Regions from separate parts of the Zea mays genome. Here region 1 is linked to region 2. The links are chromatin contacts, called in public ChIA-PET maps. All regions are on one chromosome and are shown on one strand. The core of a region is the stretch at or near the end of the contact, and the rest is flanking DNA. Distances in the headings are between cores, read along the strand shown. Region 1 holds the start of LOC103635715 (ER membrane protein complex subunit 1-like). Region 2 holds the start of LOC100274569.

Region 1 (5,860 bases), core at 414-2,913, 130 kb before region 2:
TAGGGGGCACCCCTTCAGAACGATCGACACTACTACTTAGCCACCCACTTCGACTCTCTGTATTCCCAACTCAGAGAGCCCTCTTGTAACCTCATTCATCCAGCATACTCACCAGGACGTAGGGTGTTACGCATCTCTAAGCGGCCCGAACCTGTAAACATTGTCCACTGCCCCTCGTGCAATTGGCACGAACCATTTTGCTACAGTCGTCGACACCGTCCTACTCCTAAAAACACCTTGAGGGGCAACCCCGGGTGTGCGGTCGGACCCAAAACACCGACAGAAACATCGATGAATTGATACAAAATGTCGAGACATAGTATGAAGATTACAACCCAAACACTCTTCGAAGGGTTTTCTTGACACTACAGTCGTGCATGATTGAGGTTATGAAAGAAAGGGGTGGGAATCGCTACAAAGTGCCACACATGAACAAAGACAAATTAGAGGCTATGAACATGTTGCCAAAGACATTAGAATGTCCACGTGAGGTGTATGAACTTGTGCTGCAGACTTTGAACAATCAAGGACAACCAAACTGAATACCAGTTGTATTAACAATTTCATTGCAGCACCTTACAAATTTCATGGAGAAACCTTCTGGATCTCGTCCCCTTCCTTCTGGATCTAGTCCCCTTCCTCCTGGATCTTGTCCCCTTCCTTCTGCATCTCGCCCCCTTTCTTCTGTATCTCAGCCTCTTCCTTCACCTTCTCTTCGTTCTTGCCGGTGGCCTTGTTCTTAGTTGGACCGTCAACTTCGTCTTCGTCGTCTGACCTTGCCAGAATCGCTCCCCTTCGCCGACAAGTAAAGCTTGGCCGGACGTACGAGTGATGGCGGATGCGCGAACCAGTGCGGTGGCTAGCAGAGCGTCCTTGCGCAACCTGTGGAGCCCTTGCAGCCCGTGCCGTCTGCGCCGCCGGCGAGCGCCACTTCCAAGTCGGGTCTGACTCCGAGCTTGACGAGGGGGACCGCTGAACTGGCTCCATCGGCGACGACGAGGTGGTCGGAGGTAGGGAGCCACATGCGGGGTCGGCAGACTGCGAGGGGGAGGCATGGATCTGGGCGCCGACCATGGATTTTATCGGGGGCGAGGCCGTGTGAACGAGGAGACCGCGGGTGGGGAACGAAGCGACGATAGAGAAAAATGAAGATCGATGGTTCGGGAAAGATACGGCTGTGAGAACGGTGAAGCGTCGTTTTTACGTGGACAAGTTGAAAGGGCTAAATCGACACTTTTACGTGGACGGAGGGAGTAGATAGTATAGAAACCGTGTATGAGACATTTAGCTATCAACGATACATACGAAAGGTCTTGCAATCTTTCTCTCGAGAGAGTATGTCTAACAAAAATTTTATTTCACCCTTCCTTTGTTTTGACCTAACCTTTTTTGTTTGATCAAATAACTTCGGCCAATAACAGATTTGAAGTTAACTTTCATTTCGATTTCGATTTCGATTACTATAAAGACAACACGATTGGCCCGAAATCGAAGTGCTCGTTGAGATCTCGTCCCGAGGGCACCCGGATGACCGGATCCCCGGCACGAGTTGGTCGAGCCATCACGTGGGCCCGCTCTGGAACCCGCCCCAGCATAACTTCCAAGTCCCAAATAAACTCCTCGGTGACTCGCCCCAACACCAAACAGTAAACGACGCTTCCCTCCGCCGCCGTCAGATCGGAGCTCGACTCCGTGCCCCGCTTCTCCGCCGCGATGGCGGCGCCACCGCGCCGCTCCCTCCTTGTCCTTCTCTCCGGGCTCCTAGTCTTCGCCTCCCTTGTTGCCCTCACCACAGCCATCTACGAGGACCAGGTCGGCCTCGCGGACTGGTACGTCAACTCGCTCGCCTAGATCCGATCTGCCCTTAGCTTAAGGCCAGCGCGACGTATCGGGACTTCGAGCTCCTAGTTGAGATCACTATTAGGGTTGTGTTGTGAGGAGCTGTGTGCGGTGTTACTACAGATTTGTTAGGTTTCACCGAATCAGGGTGTGGTTTTACGAGCGTACAACTGAATTCTGCAGTAGTAGCGGTGGGTGTTGTGCATTAGTCCTGTCGTGCTGGTAGAAAAGTTCTTTTAGCTATTTAGCGACTATGCAGTGATTGCATCCTAGTTCGAAATTCTCTGTTTTTTTAGCTATTTAGCGAGTATACAGATGGATGGGCATGTGCTTCATCATTGAAATAAAGCGCAGTCTGCAGGAGCTAGAGTTAGTTTGTGTTTTATGGATGAGGTCTAAGGTTATGTTTTGTACCATGGATATTAGTGAACTGCATTCCATGTTCGATGTGGAGTCCCTTTTGGCAAGTATGGCTTCTGATTAGTCCAGTCTGAGTATCGCAACATGGTTCACCTATGTATGCATGCAGTGCAAGTAGTCAATTCTTGGTTCATGTATTGCATAAGATAATTAAGATTAAATTAGGACTTAAACTTTACCTTTAGTTAATGTATTACTTTTGTATATTTTCTTCTAAATATATTTAGTGTATCGGATTTAAGTTTCTTACTTTAGAGATAAAATTTCTTAATAATTATCACGATGGAAGAATGCATTTCTCTTTTTTCGTAAATGCCTTCCTCTCAGTTCATGGTCTCCCTTGTTCTTCCTTGAATCCTCGAACTCCTTAAAACCTCTAGTATTTAGGCTGTGCCAGCTTGTACCTCGTTGTACAGTAGTTATCCTGTTATTATCCACCTGAAGTCTGAGAATACATCACAACATGTCATTATCTGATTTGCTGAATTGCTTCAGTCTCCATGATTCCCCCTCTCTTAATAAGGTTTGTGGCTGCCTTGACATCTACTCTTCAATTGCTCACAAGCTGTGCTAACCCATTAAGAAGCCTATCTTTGTTTCATGATGTGTCCTGCCGTGTTGTGTTAGTTCTATGTATGAGAAAATCAATCTTTGGTAAACTGCTGTGGAGTTCGCTATTTTGATATGGAATCAGGCAATCTGTTATTGCTAGCTGCTGCACCTCTTAACATCAATTGAGTTGTACCTACCTACATGCAGTCATTTGGAGTAATCCAACAGCACCATTTTAATATGTTGATGTTCTTCACAGGCATCAGAAGTACATTGGCAAAGTAAAGCAAGCAGTTTACCACAGCCAGAAGAGTGGAAGGAGACGAGTTGTGGTCTTGACAGAGGAAAATGTGATCTCGTCTCTTGATCTACGTTCTGGAGATATATGTGAGCTTTCATATTTACAGATTAGCAAATCGAGAGTGCAGTTTCTTACATTTTACTCACTTTTTTGTCCTTAATATCTCTGTATTTTATGTGGTGCAGTCTGGCGACATGTCATTGACAAGAATGACCCCTTGGATCAGCTTGGTCTATCACTTGGAAAATGTGAGTCGAATCTTTGTTTCCTGTTGGAGATGCCCTTGAGAAAATTGCTCTATTAATGCTGTCTGTTTATTTCATTCTATTATGTTTCTTCCACTCCTGATGGGATTCCTTCTTAGCTTGGCATCCAGTCTTGCTAGCTTTAACCTCCAAATAACTTGTTTTTCTTCATTTGAAACTATATTTTTTTGTACCCATTTCTTACCTGTAAGTAAGGCCAATGATTCGACTATTTGAGAACCAGGTCCCTGCCTTGATTTTTTCTTACTATGTTTGTGCCAGCCTTTGACTCTTTGAGTCTGGACTGGTCACTGGTGAAGGGGGGCTTTATCAACCCTTGCCTTTAGTGGTCCAACTCATGAGAAGTTGTATTTGAGTACACATGTTTTCAGGATTATTTCTTTCAGATTAATGAGATATAGTTTTTTTATCTTGTGAGCTCTTTTACTCTCATATTGTTTAGTCATCTCCCTTTGTTACTTCAACCTGTTGGGATTAATCTCACATCTGTTAGGACTGGTCTACTTAAACTGCTAAACATTTCAAGTTTTCAACATTATTAAATAACTAGCATTGTAGAACATTCAAAGTTTTTCTGGGTAACATCCTGAAAATCCATTTCATGTTTAGCCACATGTTAGCGTGCTTTCAAGACTCAATTAAAAAAAACTGGTTTTCAGCTATAGAAAAATGCATTTCTTAAGGTAAAAGGATTAGTCTTTGGGTGCATATGAAATATATTTTGATTAGACTTTGGTAAGCATTTCAGTGTTGGATCCTGGACTATGATATCACAGAGCTGACTGATTACTGCCAGTTTGTCCTGAAATTAATTTGAAACTTTCATACTACAGAATGAAATGAGATATCACTAGTATATGCATGCAACAATGTTAGTTGCATATTGATAGGGAACATGAAGTGGCAAATTTGTGGTCTTGCTATCAATTACCCAAATGAGATATGTGAGAGACACTTGCAAGTTTGATCTGTACAGGATATCACTCTAGTATGCATGGTTATTAGTAGCTTACGAAGCAATATCTACAATTTGGACCTTAGTGGTTCAAGATTATTCTATTCCTTTCTTTTTTGGTATATGAGAATAAAATTTATTTATGGTAAATATATATTATAAACATGATTGATGAAAACTAAAACTCTATTCTTCCACTATTGGATACTGGCTGATTACGTAACTGTTGGTATGAACAACCAATATGTCATCATATACACGTGATTCTGTTATAACTAACAACACTGATTATGAAAGGGGTTATGATTTTTAAGATTTGCTTATTTCGGTGACACCTTTTTGTTGATTTTTTCTGCATATGTTAATGACAATCTATTTTTTGGCATGTCCTCAGATGTTCTAACTCTTTCTTCGGGGGGAACTATATTAAGGGCATGGAATCTTCCAGATGGACTGATGATCTGGGAAACTAACCTTCGAACTTCCACAGCATCGAACTCACAGTTGCATGTTATGGTCTGTGCGCAGAGTGCATTTTTTATTTTCTGAGAAATTTGACGTTGATAATGCAATTGATGTTTCCTATAGCACTTCTCTTGAGTGATGAGCCTTTATTCGTTACAGTCAAACAATAAAGCGGCCAGGGACAACTTAGTTTTAGTTTCAGCTGGGCGATGGATTTATGCTGTATCAAGCATTGATGGGGCAATTTCATGGGAAAAGGAGTTTTCTCTTGATGAGTATGTATTATTCTTCTCTGTTGTCTTGTTCAGGGTGTTGGAAATATGATTCAAACCTAACTCTAACAACCTTGCAGCTTGGAAATCAAGCGGATTCTCCAATCACCTGAAAATGATGTTGTGTATGCTTTAGGACTTGCTGGTTCCTCGAAGCTAGCTTTGTATCACTTGAGTGCTAAAACTGGAGAGATACTAAAAGATATCCAAGAGTCATTCCCTGGTGGATTATGTGGTAAAACAGTACTTGGTTCTGATAATGTGTTTGTAGCATTAGATAAGGCCAGATCAAGTCTGTTACTTATTGAATTCAAGGGTGAGAGAATTAGCTACAACAAGGTGCTGGTTTCAGATCTTGTTCAAGACTTATCAGGATCATTTGAGCTTCAATCTTTGTCCAGTGACATCATATCTTTGCAAACGTCATCTTCTATTTCCCTCCTAAAGCTCAAAGGTACCGATGGATTGGAAGTACTTCAGAGATTTGACCAGCCAGCTGCAGTGAGTGATTCCTTGCCAATCACAGAAAAAGAAAAAGCTTTTGCTGTCGTGCAACATTTGGGTTCCGAAATTGAGTTTATCGTAAAATTTACAAGTGACCTAAGCAGTGAGATTATTAGAGAAAAGGTTAATATAGACCAAAATAAGGGCAACGTTGAGAGGGTCTTCTTGAATAGTTATATTCGAACTGACAAGTCTCATGGTTTTCGAGCTTTGGTTGTAATGGAGGATCATTCACTCTTGTTAATTCAACAAGGTGAGGTTGTTTGGAGCAGAGACGATGGGCTGG
Region 2 (5,406 bases), core at 1,077-3,576:
AGATTATTTGGACGAACGATGAATAGGGACTATGAACGAACGATGAATAGGAACTATGAACAAACGATGAACAATCAAATGATCGGACGAACGATCGGAATTTCGGCAGCATAACGGCTGAACAAAGATTATTTGGACGAACGAACGGACGAACGATCGGACGAACGGATGAACGAACCATGAACGATCGGACGAACGAACGAACAAACTAAGAACAGGTGGATGAATGATCGAAGAACGACCGAACGATCCTTGTGCTAGTGTGTGCTTGTGTGGGAAGTGGAGTGGGCATGTGGGGGGGAGGGAGAGAGTTGCCATGAAATGGCTTGGGGTGGCTTGAGAGGAGGCCCTTGCCCCTCTATTTATAGGCTCGGTGGGGTGATTAGGGGGGAGGATGAGAGGATTAATGGGAGGATGCGAGGATTAGTGGGAGATAAGCATGGATTTGTCTTGTATAAGTGAGTTTAGCTTGTAGAGCTCCTCGTATGACACCGGAGGCGTACGTATATGTATGAGCATGAGGAAAGTTATGAAGAAAATATTTGTAGGGACTTTAAAAATGATTCTGAAGGTATTTCTCAGGAGGAAAATATTTGGAGAAATATCAGGGAATATTTAAGCAGTATTTCTGGAAAGAACTTAAAGGAGATCACTAGGGAAATATCTGTAGGATATTTTGAGGAGGATTTTGGAGAGAATATAGACCACTATATTTTATTTGTTGATATCAACTCGCAAACAAATATTTTGAAATGAAATTTGAAATTCATTTTGAATTTAGAGCGAGTTTGAGAAATTTTCAAGATTTGAATTTTTGGGATGCTACAGAAGCTCACCCAAGCGATGGATCGAGAGAAGAAAGGCTAGAAGATAGTCGATGATGAAGAGGAGCTCGGAGGCGAACAAGAATGATGGCAGTGGCATGGTCAGTGGAGAGAAGAGGACATAACTACAAAGGAAGGACGAGGATAATAAGAGGAAGCTCGGCAAGCGACAAATCAAAGAGAGGGGTGGTGGGGAGGGCAAATTGCTGCCAACGAGAGAGAACTCCAATGACAATAATGAGGTAGTGGAGGATAGAGTTAGGGCTAGGGTTTGCGAGGGCTGATAGTATCTTAAATGGATGAGAGGAAGCAGGGGCACAGTCGACATTCTGTTGTGGCCACTAGCATGGTATCCACAATGGTAGCAAGCATTTGATGGATGATGTCGCAAGTGGCCAATTGAAGGAAGGGGAGGGGAGCTGGAAGAGGCACACACTCAATGATGAGCGAGCCAGTGTGATAGCAATGGTGCTCCATGCGGCTAATGGGCGAATGGGCGGGTCCTTGGAGCGAGCGACATAGGGAGAAAGGGAGTGGGCGCATGCCGAATGTCAGGCAAGCCTAGGATGTCAACAACAGAGAAGGGAGGGGATTTTTAAATTTAAACTCATGATAATGGTTTCTACAAAGTTCACTCAAAATGACCATTAGAGAGATAAAATTGAGAGGATATCATTTTAGACAAAATCATTTATAGTTATCTAGTGTCACTCATGATAATATTTTCAAATTGAGCTCTTTGATGTCTAGGTCATCAGCTACATGGGACCTTTCCCAATGTCATATGATTACAAATCAAGTTATCTAGTGTCACTTGTGAGACCAATATTTCTACTCCCTCCATCCCAAAATATAATTCGTTTTAGACTAAACTTCATTATATAATTTTATCTCAGTTTAATCAAACCACCTTACTCCACAGAACACTCATGGCCGATAAAAGATAAAAAAACGTGGATATGCAACGTCTTTATTTTTTCTTCCATCCTTCATCTCCATTTTCAGCGTGTTGAGGTTTTGCATCATATAGTCTATGTCATCTTATCTTCATGGCCTTCATGTAGCTCACTTCTACCACTTAATCTTTCATGTATTTTATAAAATTATTAGTTTACAGTTATTGTTATTAGTTATCAAAGCTCAAATGTATCTACTGCTTCTATCTGCAAAAAAAAATGAAAAATCAAATGATTTATAGTTTGACCAAACATTATATAGAAATATGCCTAGAAATATACTAATATCTATGGTACAAAATAAGTATCCATGAGTTGATTTATTGTGGCACATCTAATTAAAAATATAAATGTTGATATAAATTACTATAAAACTTCGGTTAAAATTGAACTAATTTGATCTGGTATGTATTACTCCGCACATCCACGGATTTTAGTATAAGCCAAGTGTAACCAACCCAGCTCGACCCAGGGAAGCTTCACCTGATCACCCTTCAAACAAATCACTCTTCGCTCCGGCTCCGACTCGCACTCTTTCCCCTTCCCTTCCCTTCCCACTCCCAGGCTCCCACTCTCACCCCTTCCGCCTACCCACGCAAACGGCACACGAACTAACAGCCACCTCTCACGTCCCCCACCCTCTGGTTCATGTCCTGCTGCTCCCCATGTCGCCTCCACTCGAGCTCGACTACATAGGCCTCTCGCCGCCGGCGGCAGCCGCCGCCGCTGAAAACGACGAACTGAAGGGTACTGAGCTCCGCCTCGGGCTGCCAGGGTCCGGGTCGCCGGACCGCCGTGTCGTGGCTGCCACCGCGACCACCCTGGACCTGCTCCCGGCCAAGGGCGCCAAGCGCGGGTTTTCTGACGAGGCGCCCCCGCCATCGCCTGTTGCCACTGCCGGAAAGGGAAAGAAGGTGGCAGAAGAGGAGTACGACGAGAAGAAGGTGGCAGCGACCCCGCAGCCGGCCGCCAAGTAGGTCGAATGTGGAAGTGGATCTTGGGGTTTTGCCGCCTCAAACGAAAAAAGGGGAAGGCTTGGGGCTTTGCGCTGCCAGCGCGTTCATCTGCCGTTCTTGGGACTGCGGCCACTAGTGGTTTGCAAATTGTTTGTGATTGTTGCCCCTTTGTTGGGGGGTCTTTGGGTGCAAGTTCTCTGCTATTTGGGAAATCTTGCTGGGCCTTTTGAGTTTATGACATTTGCAGGTTCTATAACAGAAAATTATCTTTGGAAATTCTGTGCTTTTCAGGGAAACAAAAGAGTAGGAGGAGTTGAAAAGGGGACTGAATTGCATGTCAGAGGGATCTCTGTTGGCGTGATATTTTCGATTTGTGTACTCTTCTTTGGGTGGGAATTTCAGTTTATCTTGGGGCCTAGAGGAGGGAAACTAAAGTTGCAGCTTTGTGGTGTTCTTTTTAAATTCCCACTTTTCCTCCAAATTCTCTACTTTCGAAAATGCGCTCTTTCAATTTATCTTTCAGAATCCTTGCTTTGTTTTTCACTTTTTCTTGCTTGCTCAAGCTCTTCTCATCTTCTTCTCTGCTCTCCCTGCTTTGTTTTTGTTGTATTTTGTACAAAACATTTTGATCCGTCATTATCTTGCTCAAATTCTGTAACTTTCATCCCAAAGTTCGCCAGAATTCGTTTCTTTTTTATTTTGTTACCAGTAGAGCATCTCCTGATCTACCTCTTCGTCGTGTTTGGTAAAGACTATTGAGCTCAGGTGTGTTGCGTTGTGCAGAGCACAGGTGGTGGGATGGCCACCAGTCTGCAACTACCGCAAGAACACGATGACTACCACCCAGCTGGAGGGCAGCAAGGAGGATGGTGATGCCAAGCAGGGTCAGGGGTTCCTGTACGTCAAGGTCAGCATGGATGGCGCGCCGTACCTCAGGAAGATCGACCTCAAGACTTACAAGAACTACAAGGACCTGTCGACCGCGCTTGAGAAGATGTTCAGTGGCTTCAGTACTGGTGAGATGTCTCGGGGTTACTCTCTCTCTCTCTCTCTTTCGGATGGCGCGTCAGTGAGTAATTATGTTTCGTTTTGATGTGGATGGTGTTAGAAGTACATCAAGAAGCCTTTAAAAAGCAGCATACTCCTACTTGATTCCTAGGATAAGCAATAGCTTGAACTTACCCCGTTATATTTTGAGTAATTGTAAGATTACAAACAATCTGGCACCCCTTGTTTTGTTAATTTTTGGGTGAACTTTTTATTCCTCCCAAAACAAATACCCTGGTGATTGTTCAGTTATTGCATCCGTATCAAGTCTCTCTTAGAAAGATGTTGTTTCCTGTAAGGCAAAATAAGTTTTGGCTCCATCTTTATGATTATTCGATGATATCTTCGAGTCCTGGGTATTATTCCATAGAAAGCTACTAATCACTATGAGAGTGACATCCCCTATATATTTCTGAAATTTGTGGAGATCTGTGGTCCTGTATTTATATATGTAATATCTCATTAGTTTTCACCACCTCTTTAGAATCGTGGGAATGAAAATCAGGCCCAAATCCCTTCAGTAGAAATTTTAGTACAAGAGGAGGTTCTCTTCTGTTCTGTTTTCCTTTTTATTGGTCTTACATGTTAGTATATGGGTGTAATGCCATATCAGGCAAGGACGGCTCATCTGAGTACCGCAAGGATGGTGAATATGTTCTGACTTACGAGGACAAGGATGGAGATTGGATGCTTGTCGGCGACGTACCATGGGAGTGAGTTACACCCATCTGTCTTAATTAAAACAATGGAATTGGAACTAAATTAATCACCGATTAGGGCATGTACAGTGGGTGTCTTGAGTTATGTCTTCGAGTGTGTTTAGGGGGGTGAATGTAAAAAAACTCAAGATATGTATCTTGACGAAGACACAGTGTCTTAGCTCTATGTTCGAGACATGAGACTAGCTGATTGGTCACTTTAATTTATTGAATGCTCTGATTGGTACAATTAATATGGTAAGACACATGTTTTAGACACGTCCACTGTATTATGTTGTGTTTTAGGTGTGTCTTATACTTGGAGTACCGTGCAACAGTGTCTAGGTTGTACATGCCCTTAGGTTTCGTGGCTCATTTTTTTTCTCAACTAAATACATGTTTAGCTGCCACATCGTCTTTCGCTCCAATTGTAGGATGTTCGCCGGCTCCTGCCGCAGGCTCAGGATCATGAAAGGCTCAGATGCGATTGGACTCGGTATGTTTGTGCTCCTGTTATGTCTAGTGTATCGTCGCGCTAATCATGTTGTCTTGGTTGTTTGGTGGAAACGGTGGGATCGAAGTACGTTCTATTGTCGGTTGTACATGATACAATTTTTGTTAAGGAGTTCCTGTCCCATGGTCCTGGTCCCTGCATGGCTGCATCACTGGTGGTAGTTCTCTTGGGTAATCCATTTGCCATTTTCTTGTGCATAGCAATCAAAATATTCGGTCCGAAATCAGAAGCGTGGGATGCCTAGCTTCCAGATTAGTACTGTTATCAACACTGCAACCAAGGATGTCATTGGTCAGTTAGGAGTGCACACACGTAATAATAGTGGAAAACCGTGTATCAAGTGTATACCGTAAGCGTCAAACTAGTAGTTAAATGTTGAAATCGGGAATTTTGTTGTCGCTTGCTACCATA

What was found. ChIA-PET counts read pairs in DNA pulled down with a chosen protein or histone mark.
Region 1: a contact with region 2 is called in an RNA polymerase II ChIA-PET map of seedling, with 5 times the contacts expected there. The contact joins the promoter of LOC103635715 here to the promoter of LOC100274569 in region 2. A contact is called at or near these places in 6 of 25 Hi-C or Micro-C datasets (bundle sheath, ear, leaf and 1 more) and 2 of 3 datasets of contacts at active chromatin or transcription factors (leaf and seedling).

The regions. Positions count from the first base shown.
Region 1 is chr8:113,474,770-113,480,629 of Zm-B73-REFERENCE-NAM-5.0, reverse strand. It overlaps LOC103635715 (ER membrane protein complex subunit 1-like), which reads left to right and starts at 1,663. Exons shown (of 12, transcript NM_001346638.1): 1 at 1,663-1,829; 2 at 3,071-3,198; 3 at 3,298-3,360; 4 at 4,728-4,849; 5 at 4,958-5,073; 6 at 5,151-5,860. The coding sequence starts at 1,714.
Region 2 is chr8:113,346,672-113,352,077 of Zm-B73-REFERENCE-NAM-5.0, reverse strand. LOC100274569 reads left to right here and starts at 2,326. Exons shown (of 5, transcript NM_001358397.1): 1 at 2,326-2,753; 2 at 3,520-3,752; 3 at 4,397-4,496; 4 at 4,886-4,977. The coding sequence starts at 2,446.